Regions from separate parts of the Macaca mulatta genome. Here region 1 is linked to region 2. Evidence: chromatin contacts called from public Hi-C data. All regions are on one chromosome and are shown on one strand. Each heading gives the region's core, a stretch centred on a gene start, on an enhancer-like site or on the middle of the called end of the contact. The rest is flanking DNA. Distances are from core to core; before and after follow the strand shown. Region 1 holds the start of RNGTT (RNA guanylyltransferase and 5'-phosphatase). Region 2 holds the start of UBE2J1 (ubiquitin conjugating enzyme E2 J1).

Evidence for each region. Hi-C and Micro-C count contacts between places; a contact is called where the count stands out from the background.
Region 1: a Hi-C map of prefrontal cortex shows a contact between it and region 2, with 7 times the contacts expected there. The contact joins the promoter of RNGTT here to the promoter of UBE2J1 in region 2. A contact is called at or near these places in 6 of 14 Hi-C or Micro-C datasets (blood, cortical neurons, fetal cortex germinal zone and 3 more).

The regions. Positions count from the first base shown.
Region 1 is chr4:97,011,100-97,017,254 of T2T-MMU8v2.0, reverse strand. RNGTT (RNA guanylyltransferase and 5'-phosphatase) reads right to left here and starts at 3,157. Exons shown (of 15, transcript XM_028847364.2): 1 at 2,884-3,157. The coding sequence starts at 2,947. It overlaps LOC144340317 (a long non-coding RNA gene), which reads left to right and starts at 3,294. Exons shown (of 4, transcript XR_013416298.1): 1 at 3,294-3,666.
Region 2 is chr4:96,636,308-96,642,895 of T2T-MMU8v2.0, reverse strand. UBE2J1 (ubiquitin conjugating enzyme E2 J1) reads right to left here and starts at 4,334. Exons shown (of 7, transcript XM_028847361.2): 1 at 3,987-4,334. The coding sequence starts at 4,017.

The DNA of each region.
Region 1 (6,155 bases), core at 1,908-4,407, 380 kb before region 2:
AAAAATACAAAAATTAGCTGGGCACGGTGGTGCACAGCTGTAGTCCCAGCTACTCAGGAGACTGAGGCAGAAGAATAGCCTGAACCTGGGAGGAAAAGGTTGCAATGAACCAAGATCTCGCCACTGCACTCCAGCCTGGGTGACAGAGCAAGACCCTGTCTCAAAAAAAAAAGGAAAAAAAAGGAAAAAGGGAAAGAAATTATAAGTTTGTTTTCTTCCAAGTATTCACCTGAAATCTATTAACTCAGAAGGAGGAAAAAACAATTCTCCAGAAAATAAAGCTTGGCCCTGTCTCCAAGAGCTCTCTCTCATTGCAAGTCTGGTTTCATTAGAGAAGGTGACTTCACAGGAGAACATATTATATGTAGTTAGTACCATTTTCTTTCTGATTCAGGAAAATTATGAACTTCTAGTACTAGTAAAGTGAATCCTAATATTTGCAACATATAAGTTTGAACTGCCATAACATTTTCCTCAATATGCAAAATATCAAAGAAATTACTGTGATGGTTAATACTGAGTGTCAACTTGATTGAATTGAAGGATGCAAAGTATTGATTCTGGGTGTAGGGGGCGTTGCCAAAGGAGATTAACATTTGAGTCAGTGGGCTGGGAAAGGCAAACCCACCCTTAATCTGGGTGGGCACTATCTAATCAGCTGTCAGCACAGCTAGAATATAAAGCAGGCAGAAAAAAAATGTGAAAAGACTTGACTGGCCTAGCCTCCCAGCCTACATCTTTGTCCTGTACAGGATGCTTCCTGCCCTCAAACACTGGATTCCAAGTTCTTCAGTTTTGGGACTCAGACTGGCTCTCCTTGCTCCTCAGTTTGCTGACAACCTATTGTGGGACCTTGTGATTGTGTGAGTTAATAGTTAATAAACTCCCCTTTACGTGTGTGTGTATATATATATCCTATTAGTTCTGTCCCTGTAGAGAACCCTTACTAATAAATTACACGATTAAGTACAAATTACTTTTTTTTGAGATGGAGTTTCACTCTGTCACCCAGGCTGGAGTGCAGTGGTGCAGTCTCGGCTCACTGCAACCACCGCCTCCCGGGTTCAAGTGATTCCCCTGCCTCAGTCTCCCGAGTAGCTGGGATTACAGGCACACACCACCACGCCATCATAGCTTTTTGGCTATTCATATATCTTATTTTGTGAAGTGTCCAAATTTTTTGCGAGTTTTTAAGTCCTTTGAATTTATTCTGTATAATACATTGATGGTGGGGCTATCAAGTGTTACCGCTTTGGAAAACAGGTTGGCAGTTTCTTAAAATTCTTAAAACATACACCTATTATATGATGCAGCCATTCCTCTCCTAGAGATTTACACAAAAGGAATGAAAGTATATGTCCATACAATGACTTGTACATAAATGTTCACAGCAGGTTTATTTGTAATAGCTAAAAACTGGAAACAACCCAAATGACCATCAATAGATGAAGAGGTAAACAAATTGTGGTATACCCAGAACAATGGACTACTACACTGCAATAAAAAAGGAATAAACTATTGATACATGCATAATCTGGATGAGTATCAAAATAATTATGCTTAGTGAAAAAAGCCACACACACTTCCTTCCACCCCAAGCAGAGTACTCACTATATGTTTCCAATTATTTAAAAATTTCTAGAAAATGCAAACTATAATTACAGAAAGCAGATCAGCAGTTGCCAGGCAAAGAGATTTAAAAAGGGACAGGAGGAAACTTTGAGGGGTGATGGTTTCATGGTTGTTTCCTAGGAAAGAGATGTATTTGTGTATATATAGTCAAAATTTATCAAACTGTACACTTTAAAGCCTATTGTATTCAAGCTCAATAAAGATAAAAAAACTACAAGAAAAATGATTTAAAGAAACAAAAACCAGACCAAGCAGGGTGGCTCTCGCCTATAATCCCAACACTTTGGGAGGCCGAAGTGGGAGCATCGCTTGAGTCCACGAGTTCAAGAGCAGCCTCGGCAACATAGTGAAACTGTCTCCACAAGAAATAAACAAAAAAATTATGGCTGGGCGTGCTGGCTCACGGCTGTAATCCCAGCACTTTGGGAAGCCGAGGCGGGCGGATCACTTGAGGACAGGAGTTGGAGACCGGCCTGGCCAACATGGTGAAACCCCGTCTCTACTAAAAACACAAAAATTAGCCAGGTGTTGTGGCACGCACCTGTAATCCCACCTACTTGGAAGGCTAAGGCAGGGAGCCGAGATCACGCCACTGCATTCCAGCCCGGGCGGCAGAGAGAGACTATGTCTCAAATATATATATTATAAATGTGTATATATATATTAAATAAACAAAAAAAGTAGCCGGGTGCGATGGCAGGAGCCTGTAGTCCCGGCTACTTGGGAGGCTGAGGTGGGAGGATCGCCAGCCTCAGCGAGAGACCCTGTTTCACAAAAAAAAATAAAAACAAAAAACTAACAAAAACACCCTCCAGATTCCCAGTCTCAATGTGACCCCATTTCACCGCTGGGAACCGCCCCTTCCCTCCTTATCCTCCTCCATCTCAAGACTGACACTCATCCCTTCTAATTCGAGGGGAAGGTTGAACCCTAAAAGGTTCACAAACTACTAAGACTCAAAGTACGCCCACTGTATTCCTGGATCCTCACCTCCTGCCACCAACCTACTGTCTACCTTCACATTCGCACAGTTAGCCTGGCAGGAATAGTGACAAGTGCCCCCCATCCGCCGACCATCCCCTCCCGTTCATGTTCCCAAACATTCGTCCACGAAGCGTAATCAGATGGAGCATATCCCACTCCTGAAATACCACTAACGGGCACAGAACCACCAAAAGCTGAGCTCCTCAGTCGGCCCACCCCCGGGCACGCTGGAGTGTGGGGATTCGAATACCCCCCAGTCCAGGTTACCTGCCACCGGCTGGCCGCGCCGGGGACAGTTCAGCCACCGCGGCGGGATCTTGTTGTGAGCCATGTCTTGGGGGCTGCGCAGAGCTGCCCTCCCTCACCAACGTTCGCCGCGCCTTTGCAGCCGCCTCCCCGTGGTCCGGTGCGCACCGGGGTCCGAGACACCCGAATCGCAGCAGTAATCCGAATTCCAGCCGCTCAAATCCGGGTAACGTCAGGGGCAGCGCGCCACTTTCATTCAGGATCAACTCCACCGCTCCAGGCGAACCCACAATGCACTGCAACTTCCGCCCCCGAAGGCCCCGCCCCCTTCTTTCCGAGGTCAGAGGGAAAGAAGAGGAAGCTCTGCGGAAGGATAGCAAAGAGTTAAGGCGGCGACGAATGGGAGGAGCGGTCCGTCTCTCGCCCCGCTCGGCCCCGCCCCTCCCGGTCGCGGTCCCCGGACGCGCACTTGCGCTCCTGGTTTGCCTTTGCATATGTGCAATTGCGTTTGTACCGAACTCCGCAGGACGAAGCGTGTATTTTTTTCCAATCTAGACAACCTAGAGAAACCCAAAAAAGAGGGAAGCCAAGCCCCTTTCCATGCGTTGATTGCCCGTCACTTCCATTAAGGCATCTGTTTTACTGATGAAGGAGGCCTTCTGAGCGTTACCACAGCGCAAGCTTGGCGTCCCAGCTGGATCTAGGTTTGATTTGGTATTAGGGAAAGTTGTTCAAGGGAATAAGTCTTAGGAGAATTCTAAGGGCGTGAGATTGGAGTACCAGAAATGGGGAATTTTTCTTACGGTGAGTACTTACGAGGATCTATGAAGCGTCTGAAATTAATTCCAGAACACTTAGAGTTTTGTTTGTACATTTCTTTATCAAAGTTTCAAAGCATACTGGGGAGTTTGAGAAGGTCCATGTCTCCAAAAAAGTTACTAAATAATGTGTATAATTGACAAAGGCAGGAGTTGCTCAGTGGAGAACCGTTTCGTGGCGGTGTTCTCCTCTGCCTACCAAATAAACAGTCCCTTTTATTTTCCCTTCGAGTTAAGCAGAGGTGCTTGGAAGCATTTTATGAATGCCGTCCTTTAACGAGCCTTTCCTTTGTTACCAGATTAAATTAGTGTTAAATATAAAGCTGGATGATGGCAAATCAATTATAAAGTAGTTTGGCTTTAAACACCAATGCTGTATTGGAACTGCAAGAGCATAAGGCTGCAGGGAATACATTTTTAAAGCTTCGATGGGGAACTTTCTGGGAAACTCAACCCCTTGAATGCCTGGACCCCCTCAGTAAGAGTCCCATCAGTAGAGACAGTCTGACAGCCATCTCTCTGAGGCAGCCTGAGTTAGGTCACACTTCTGGTCTGTCCTGCTGTTGCGTCTGCTCAGAACTGTTAGTGAAAGTGTCAACTCCTCCCCTGACAGAACAAGATAATACCCAGTTTGTTTTAAGGCCATCAGTCTACCCAAATAATCTCCTATTAATTCCCTTTTCTGCTGATAGAGTGTGTACCATGCCCAAAATGGTAAAAAAATAAAACCTTCCATCCCCAGCCCCCTTCAAGGATGGGAAAGGTGAGCCTGATCCTGGAAGAGTATCTTACCTTCCCCTTCTGGGGATGACTCCCCTTGGAGACTCCCCTTCCCACACACACTGTATCTACCCAGTAGCTCAGTTCTAGGCACACAGAGGCTTCATACCACTGGTGAGCAACTATTATTGGCTGTAAGGCAGCAATGTGCACTGGATTTTTACTCAGCTATCCAGTTATGCCCTCTCCATACTCAGTGCCACAGAATTGGGAGGACCCTGGGGCTACCTTTTGCCCACAATAGAGAGTAGAATAAGAGAGTGGCATCCCGATGAGTAGGCAGTTTCTCTCTGCCTGTCAGGAATGACTTGCCTGATGTGTGTTTCTGCCATATTGCTCCTAGGCCCAAGTCTCTTTCTTCTCTGTGAGAAGAAAAATAGACACAGATGGACCAACGTGATTCCTCCCCCGCTTCCTGGAACCCCTGACTCACACTCTCAGATATGTCTTCGTCTCCTCTTTATCAGATGTAGATTCTCGTCGTTGGTGAATCTTTCATCAAACATCCATTTTGCCCCTAAGGAAGAGTGTATACATGTAAAAAATAAGATTGAACGTTCTCTTTTGGCAAAAGAGAGAGATCTTATCTGTCTTCCCTTTTCCTAAGACATTTCCTTGAGAAACACTTGTATTTATTAATCCTTCCTCTTCACTTTGCTATGTAGATAAATCTTTTGTTTTTGCAGACAGGGTCTCACTGTCTCACCCAGGCTGGAGTGCAGTGGGCATGATCCGGGCAGCTTCACTGCAGCCTCAACCCCTCAAGCTCAAGCAGTCCTCTCGCCTCAGCCCCCAAGGAGCTGGGACTACAGGTGCAGGCCACCACACCCCACTAACTTTTTTATACTTTTTTCATCTCAAATTCCTGGGCTCAAGCAGTCCTCCAACGTCAGCCTGCCAAAGTGCTGGTAAGACAGCCAGGTGGGAAGGGTTCCCTGGCAGAATCTCCTACTGACCTGTGCACTGGGAGGAATGCACACTGGGGTGAACCTTGGGAAATTTGTGCCATTCGCAGTGGGGAGGAACCTGGCCCCTCGTTTTCCTGGTGGAACCTGGGATTCAGTCTCCCAGGCAGGAAGCACTCTGGCTTTGGGGAGAGTCTCTGTTTCCCTTTTTTTCTTTTTGCCCAATAAATTCCATTCTCACCCTTCAAGGCATCTGCAAGCCTAGTATTTCATGGCCGTGTTGCAAGGACCCAGCTCTTAGCTGAACTAAGGAGAAAGTCCTACAACAGCTTTGGCACCCAATGTGGGACTTGAGAAGTGGTGAGTGACATGGGGACTCAAAACTTCTCTGTCATTTCTAAGCCTTTTCATGCATGGACTTCTGAGGGTAGGGAAACCGTGCCCCCACCCCCAACCCTCCCCGGGGTCAAGGGCCTTTCCGTGGCCTTTGCCTTCATTTTTTGGGAAGGACAGGCAAGCCGTGGCTCCAAGCTCCTTCTCTCCTCCCAGCTGGGGCTGGAGAATGCCACATGTCCACAGCATCTTCCCCTTTCCTGGCCAAGGCTGACAGTAATTAAGCTTCTCTCCCTGGTAGAGGAACCATTTGCATAAGAATAAGAGGTTCTTCCCCCAGGCATCCTTTTTTCTTCACCCCATCAGCAGTTAACTTTTTTTTTTTTTTTCTTTTTTTGAGACGGAGTCTCACTCTGTGGCCCAGGCTGGAGTGCAGTGGCCAGATCTCAGCTCACTG
Region 2 (6,588 bases), core at 3,085-5,584:
CAATTCCCAAAGCATGAATGAAATTCAGGAGACACGTATATTAAGGAAGGCATGCTCCCTAACTGCCTCTTCCTGCTCCCATAATGAACGTACTTAAGTAAATGCCTACAGAGTGATGTTTCTGCCCAGGAGGACCCTGCAAAGGTATCAGTTCAACAAACATTTAAAGAATGTCCGAGTGTTGGAGATAAAAGAATGACCAAGACCTGCTTCTTGTCTTCCATAACACTGAGTAGAGAAAGACATGAAGATAATTACAACACAAGTGGTAATATTGACCAAGTATTTATGTACAAGTATATGTAGGAACTACTTTAGTCTGCCTAGGGGAGCTAGACAAGGCTGAACCTTAAAGCTTGAAGAACTATAGGAATTTCAGATGGATTTAAAGGAAGGCATTCTAAGCAGAGGTTCCAATGGGAACCAAAGCATGTAAGTGAGAAAAGCTACTCCAGCTGGAGAGTCATTCAGGCAAAATGGATAGGTAAAAATGCAGGCCTGGTGCAGTGGCTCTCACCTGTAATCTCACCAATTTGGGGAGCCAAGGTAGAGGGAACACTTGAGCTCAGGCGTTTGAGACCAGCCTGGGCAACATGGTGAAACCCTCCTCTCTACAAAAAATATAAAAATTAGCTGGGCGTGGTGGCACACACCTGTGGTCCCCATTACTCGGGAGGCAGAGGTGGGAGAATCGCTTGAGCCCAGGAGGTTGAGGCTGTAGTGAGCTGTGATGGCACCACTGCACTCCAGGCTGGGAGACCCTGTCTCCAAAAAAAAAAAAAGAAAATGCAAAAGAGCATAAGAATGTGGACAATGAGGCTGGTGAGGAAGGCCAGGGTCAATCATTAGGCCAAGCTAAGCAGTTTACTTTGAACTTTATCGACAGCTATCAGAAAGCTACTGAAAATTTTTCAATTTGAGGGGTAATCATTTTTTGTTTTAATTGATCTGGTGACAACAGTGACTGATTAGACATATGTGTTTGTGTGTGTGTGTTGAGTTGTGTGTTTCAGGGCAGGGATGGAGCAAGGAAGCCGACCAAGAAATAAAAAATGACTCCCATAGGTGCCTGAGTGCTGTCTATCCATGGGATATGAAATATTAGGGTAAACTGCAAGTTTAGGGGAGGAGAGGAAAACTATGAGTTTCGTCTTTATACTTGTAAAGATTTTTTTTGCTTTATGGGAAATAAAGATGAAGACGTTGAGTCACCATAAGTTCTGTGTATCTATAGCTTAGGAAAAGGGTCTGAGTTGGACATGAAACCTTGAGTGGATTAGTGTGAAGGTGCAGTTGACACCAATGGCATGCACAGGTTACTCTTAGACTTCTGGTGGAGGCAGTGGGTACTTTTGCACCAGTCTCTTATACTCCCATCACCTGCTGCACATGTCAATGGCCCCCGATGAAGAAGCTGCCAAAAGAGGTGCTATATACACATCTACTCACTTTGTACTATAGGACTCTACTTCCTTGGCCAGAGCGGACCCAAACATGGGTCAAGTAAATTGATCCATAGACAACTACTGACAGGTTAGTCAGAGGCTTTGAGGTGATCCTACACAACAGCTCTACCCACAATCACAAGTCCATTCCAAAAAACACCATAAAGGAAAAAGTTTCCCCACCTATGAAATGAACAAATTTACTATATCCACATGCTACTACACTGGCCCTTAACCAACTATCTGTATTGTCTTCACTTCATCTTTCCACTCATACATCAAAGACAATCCCACATCAGATAAAGAGTAAAAGATTATGTCTCTCCCGTTGTGTGGTTGTTTTTTGTTTGTCTGGTTGGTTGGTGTTTTACGTGTGTGTGCACCCTGCCGTACGCAGGAAACTGGAGTTTTCAGTTGCTCCCCTTCACACAGGCATTACTCTAAAAATAACACAGGACTGAGAATAAAGCAAAGGAAGGAAGTATTTTCACGATGCCTCCCAGCATTTTCAGTAAGTCCCATATCTCACCTAATTCAACTTCTCCATGAACTCCAAATAATTCACACATTAACAAAAATAGATTTTTAAGAAGCACTGTTTTTTTTTTTAGAACCGCAACACTATCTTTGAGGAAATGAAACCAAAAAAAGGAAGCAATTTATGACACAGTTAGAAGCATGTCAACCAAAGCTCAACCAGCTGACAATAGTTGACATACTTTGGAAATGTACAAAATTCTGAAGAATTTTAAAAACATCATCATAGTATTACGTCTAACCTATCAAAATTGAGCGATGTTTTCTGACAACAATCTCTTGGGTTCCACCAGTTCTCCATTCCAAACTGCACTACTACTCACATGTGCATTATTCTCTGGACCTTTCACTGAGCACCTCTGCTGTCCTAAGGAACCATGTGACCAGGAAGCCATCATACATTTTTACCCAAACAGTTCTAGTTAAATCTACCACAATGTAAAGAATTCAATCATTTTACCATCTACCTTAAAAATTAAGCTTTTCTTTCCCTCTTTCTCTTTGGTCTTTTCTTCCTCCCTCCCCACCCCGGGGTTCTTTTTGTTTTTTGTTTTTGTTTTTGTTTTTTTAGATGGAGTCTCGCTCTGTTGCCCACACTGGAGTGCAGTGGCGCGATATTGGCTCACTGCAACCTCAGCCTCCACGGGTCAAGCCATCCTCCTGCCTCAGCCTCCCGAGTGGCTGGAACTACAGAAGTGCGCCAACACCATGCCCGGCTAATTTTTGTGTTTTTAGTAGAGACGGGCTTTCGCCATGTTGGCCAGGCTGCTCTCCACCTCCTGGGCTCAGGCCTCCCAAAGTGCTGGGATTACAGGCATGTGCCACCGTGCCAGGTCTTCATCAGATTTTTTTGAGGAGTCAGTGGCCCCTAAAATATTATGACCAATTCTACACACTTGGTCACCTAAGGACATTTCTGAGCTTGACAGCACTCAGGTTAACAAAGCTCCCTCCAATCAATATCCTCAGGCTTTTCTGGGGTTTTTGCATATTCTGAAACCATACAAAAAACCCAAAGATTCACAATGTCAACTCTTTCCATAAGGATGCTAGTCTTGCTAATTCCTACTGAGAAACAGCTTTTTTTGGAAGGAAATGTTAAGCAACGCAAAAGTTAGTGAAATCACTAATACCCTAGAGTTTATCATGCAGAGTTAACTGTAGAGTTTCTTCCCCCTGACAAAATGTATCAAGGTACAGATAGAAAAAATACCATTTAGAGGATCCAATGATTTATTTCAAGCCTGTTTCATTAAGCTGAGAAAGCTAGTTGCTTATCTTTATAATGCACCAGAAAGTAAAGGTTAGTATTGCTGGGACTGCTTGTGTAAATAAAGCAGGATCATTAAATGCAGGAAAGGAATCCTACGACTGAAGACAGATATGTTTCATATTAGCCAGTCTGGCAAAAATCAAGGTTAGCTCTCAAGAACAGGGCTCAACTAGGTGTTTTTTGTTGTTGTTGTTTTGTTTTTGTTTTGTTTTGCTTTAGCTCTACAGTTAACTGGTTTAGTTACAGAACACTTCCTTTATGTCTGTAATTGCATTCGCCCAAGTGCTGCAAATAGGATGTTTAAACGACTAACTCCTCAAATGTGAGTAAATCAGCAGGCTAATAGTCCACTGACAGCGACGGGGAGGGAATTAACGACGGTGTTCAGGATGCAGGTACAGCGAGGGGGTTGCTGACTATCGCCCACCCACATCACCTTTACACCTGTTCTCAGGGATGAGTTTCTGACCCAGCTCTACGGGACCGGGCGAAGACGAGAAAAGGGGGAGGCTGGGTGCTGCGGGCGCTGGCCGGCCGGGGGATTGGCAGCGGGCGTCCACCCGGCCACCCCGCCCTGCGGCCTGCACTTCCCGGGCAGGCGGCGGTCTCGCGTAGAGCGCGAAACCAGGAGCTGAGCCGCGAGTGGCGCCAGACGTGAGGGGACCGCGGCGACCGCCCCGGGGTCCAGGGTCACTCCGCACTCCTAGCCCAGGGGCCCCAGCCCTGCTCACCCGGACTCTTCAGGTTGTAGCGGGTCTCCATGGCGGGTCGCTGGCCTGGCTCCGGCCTCCCGGGCAGCTGCCACCTCCTCTCCACGCGGCCGCTGCCCAGGTCTCAGCGCGGCTCGGGCGGACGGGGCCTGGCCGAGGAGCCTTGGCAAATGCCGCCCAGTCCAGCCCGGACTGCGGGCGGGTGGCAAGGCTGAGTGCTGGCGAGGCGCTGGCTTCGCGATGGCGCCGCCTCCTCCGCTGCGCCCCCGCCTCCCTGAGTGCCTGGCAGGCACCGGCGCCGGCCGGGGCGTCGCTGAACCCGGCGCCCGGGCTGGAGGTCAGCCTCCTCCGGTAGCCGCAGGCCCAGCCCCGTCGCGGCCGCCCGGCTTGCGTCACCCGCCCTCGTCCGGGATTTGTGAAGTTGCCCTGACGTGGCAGTAGCTTCGTGGCGGTCGGTCCCTACCCAGCCGCCGCCGGCCCCGCGAAGCCGGCTTGGGGAGCTGCAGGAGCGAGCGGCGTCCTAGTCCTCTCGTTCCGGCCCCCGGAAACCGGCCTTCCGCCGGACCCTCTGGGGTCCGTCCCCAGGCGCTGGCGGGTTTCACCGAGGAACCGCGCGGCGCGAAGCGGCTCCGGCCCTACCCGCTGTAGGCGAAGTCTGGGATCCCCGGGCCCTGGAGAGCTCAGAGAGGGCGCCGGGCTCCGGCTGCAAAGCTGTCCGCATCCGGCTGCCCGCGCGCGGTCCCGCGGGGTCTGGGAAGGGCTTTGTTTTTAGATCCAGTCCCTGTTGCGGGGGGCGGGAGTTAAGTGAGGAGGGGGAAAGCCAGTGATAAGGGAATGGAATAGGAATTTTTTTTTTTTTTTTTGAGACGGTGTCACCGCTCTGTCGCCCAGGCTGGGGTGCAGTGGCGCGATCTTGGCTCACTGCAGCCTCTACCTCCTGGGCCCAGGCGATCCTCCCACCTCAGCCTCCAGCGTGGCTGGGACCGCAGGTGTGTGCCATCACGCCCGGTTAATTTTTTGTATTTTTGATAGAGACAGGGTTTCGTCGTGTTGGCCCGGCTGGTCTCGAACTCCTGGACTCAAGTGATCCGCCCGCCTCGGCCTCCCAAAGTGCTGGGATTACAGGCGTGAGTCACGGCTCTGGCTGGAGTTGGATATTCATAATAGTTTTTTTTCTTGGGTAGTGTGTTAGGTGCAAGACGCTGTTTTAGGCATTGCAGGAGTTTTGGGTTTTTTGGTTTGTTTAGATGTAAAAGCTGTCAAAAAAAAAAAAAAGGAATTACATTGAATTTGAGGGAAAGCATACAAATATGAAAGGTTAAACTTCAAAGGACACACTTCCTGCTTCATTGTCCAATGTGTGGGATCGAGAGAGAGGACTGAGTTCAAAAGTCTCAAGGAGTAGGAACCTACCTTAGGAAAGGAAAGGAGGGAGGGATTGGGAAGGTGGGCCGGATAGAAAGGGTTAATCAGGTTGGGCAAGTTTTATTCTGTTATATAAAGATATAAAACTCTTAAATTTGATTTGTTTTCTATTGTTAATATAAATCTGAATTTCTTGGTGAAATTGGGAGGAAAAAAGTGAAGGGTATCTAAAATTAGATGGTATCTTTTAAACCATTCCCTGAGGTTGTTTTCTGTATAGTAAACTGATAATCTGATTGGCTGAGACATGCAAACAAAACCAAACTCCAATGCTGTTTCATTCATTCATTGTGTTGAATCTTCAGATATATCTAACACTTGACACCCTCTCCTGCCACAGCTCTACAAAAACCCCTAATTTGTGCAATAGGCCCTACCACAGCAAGGCCTGCAAAGCAGGTGCTGTATATAATGCGCTCCTATTTGATAGCTGAGTACTAGAAGCCTTTTGCTATTCAGCCTCCAGGTCCATCAATCTCTGGGTGCAGTTGTCTTCTGGGGCTCTTCTTTAGCCACCACCACCTCCTCTGCTCCCTGGGGCTCTTCTCCCACTGGACTGGTTCAGTAGAAATAATCTCTCCTTCCTTGGTTAACAACAATAACAATTTATTGTGGACATGTGCCCATAACAATTTAATTATGGGCATATATCAAAGCTTAATTACAATCATGCTCCAAGATCAAAGCCAATTCCAAAATTTCTCTCAGTAGAGACATTTACAGAGAAAAGATAAGTGGCCGGCCAGGTGCAGTGGCTCGTGCGTGTAATCCCAGCACTTTGGGAGGCCGAGGCAGGCAGGTCACCTGAGGTCAGGAGTTGGAGACCAGCCTGGCCAACATGGCGAAAACCCGTCTCTACTAAAAATACAGAAATTAGTTTGGTGTGGTGATGCGCGCATGTAATCCCGGCTACTTGGGAGGCTGAGGTAGGAGAATCCCTTGAACCCAGGAGGTGAAGGTTGCAGTGAGCCGAGATCAGCCTGGAAGACTGAATGAGACTCCATCTCAAAAAAAAAAAAAAAAAGGCCGAGGTGGGTGGATCACTTGAGCTCAGGAATTGGAGATCAGCCTGAGCAACATGGTGAGACCCATCTCTACTAAAAATATACACACACTCAAAAATTAGCCGGGCATATGTACCTGTGGTCCCAGCTACTCTGGAGGCTGAGGAGGGAGGATCAGTTGAGCTCTGGGGGAT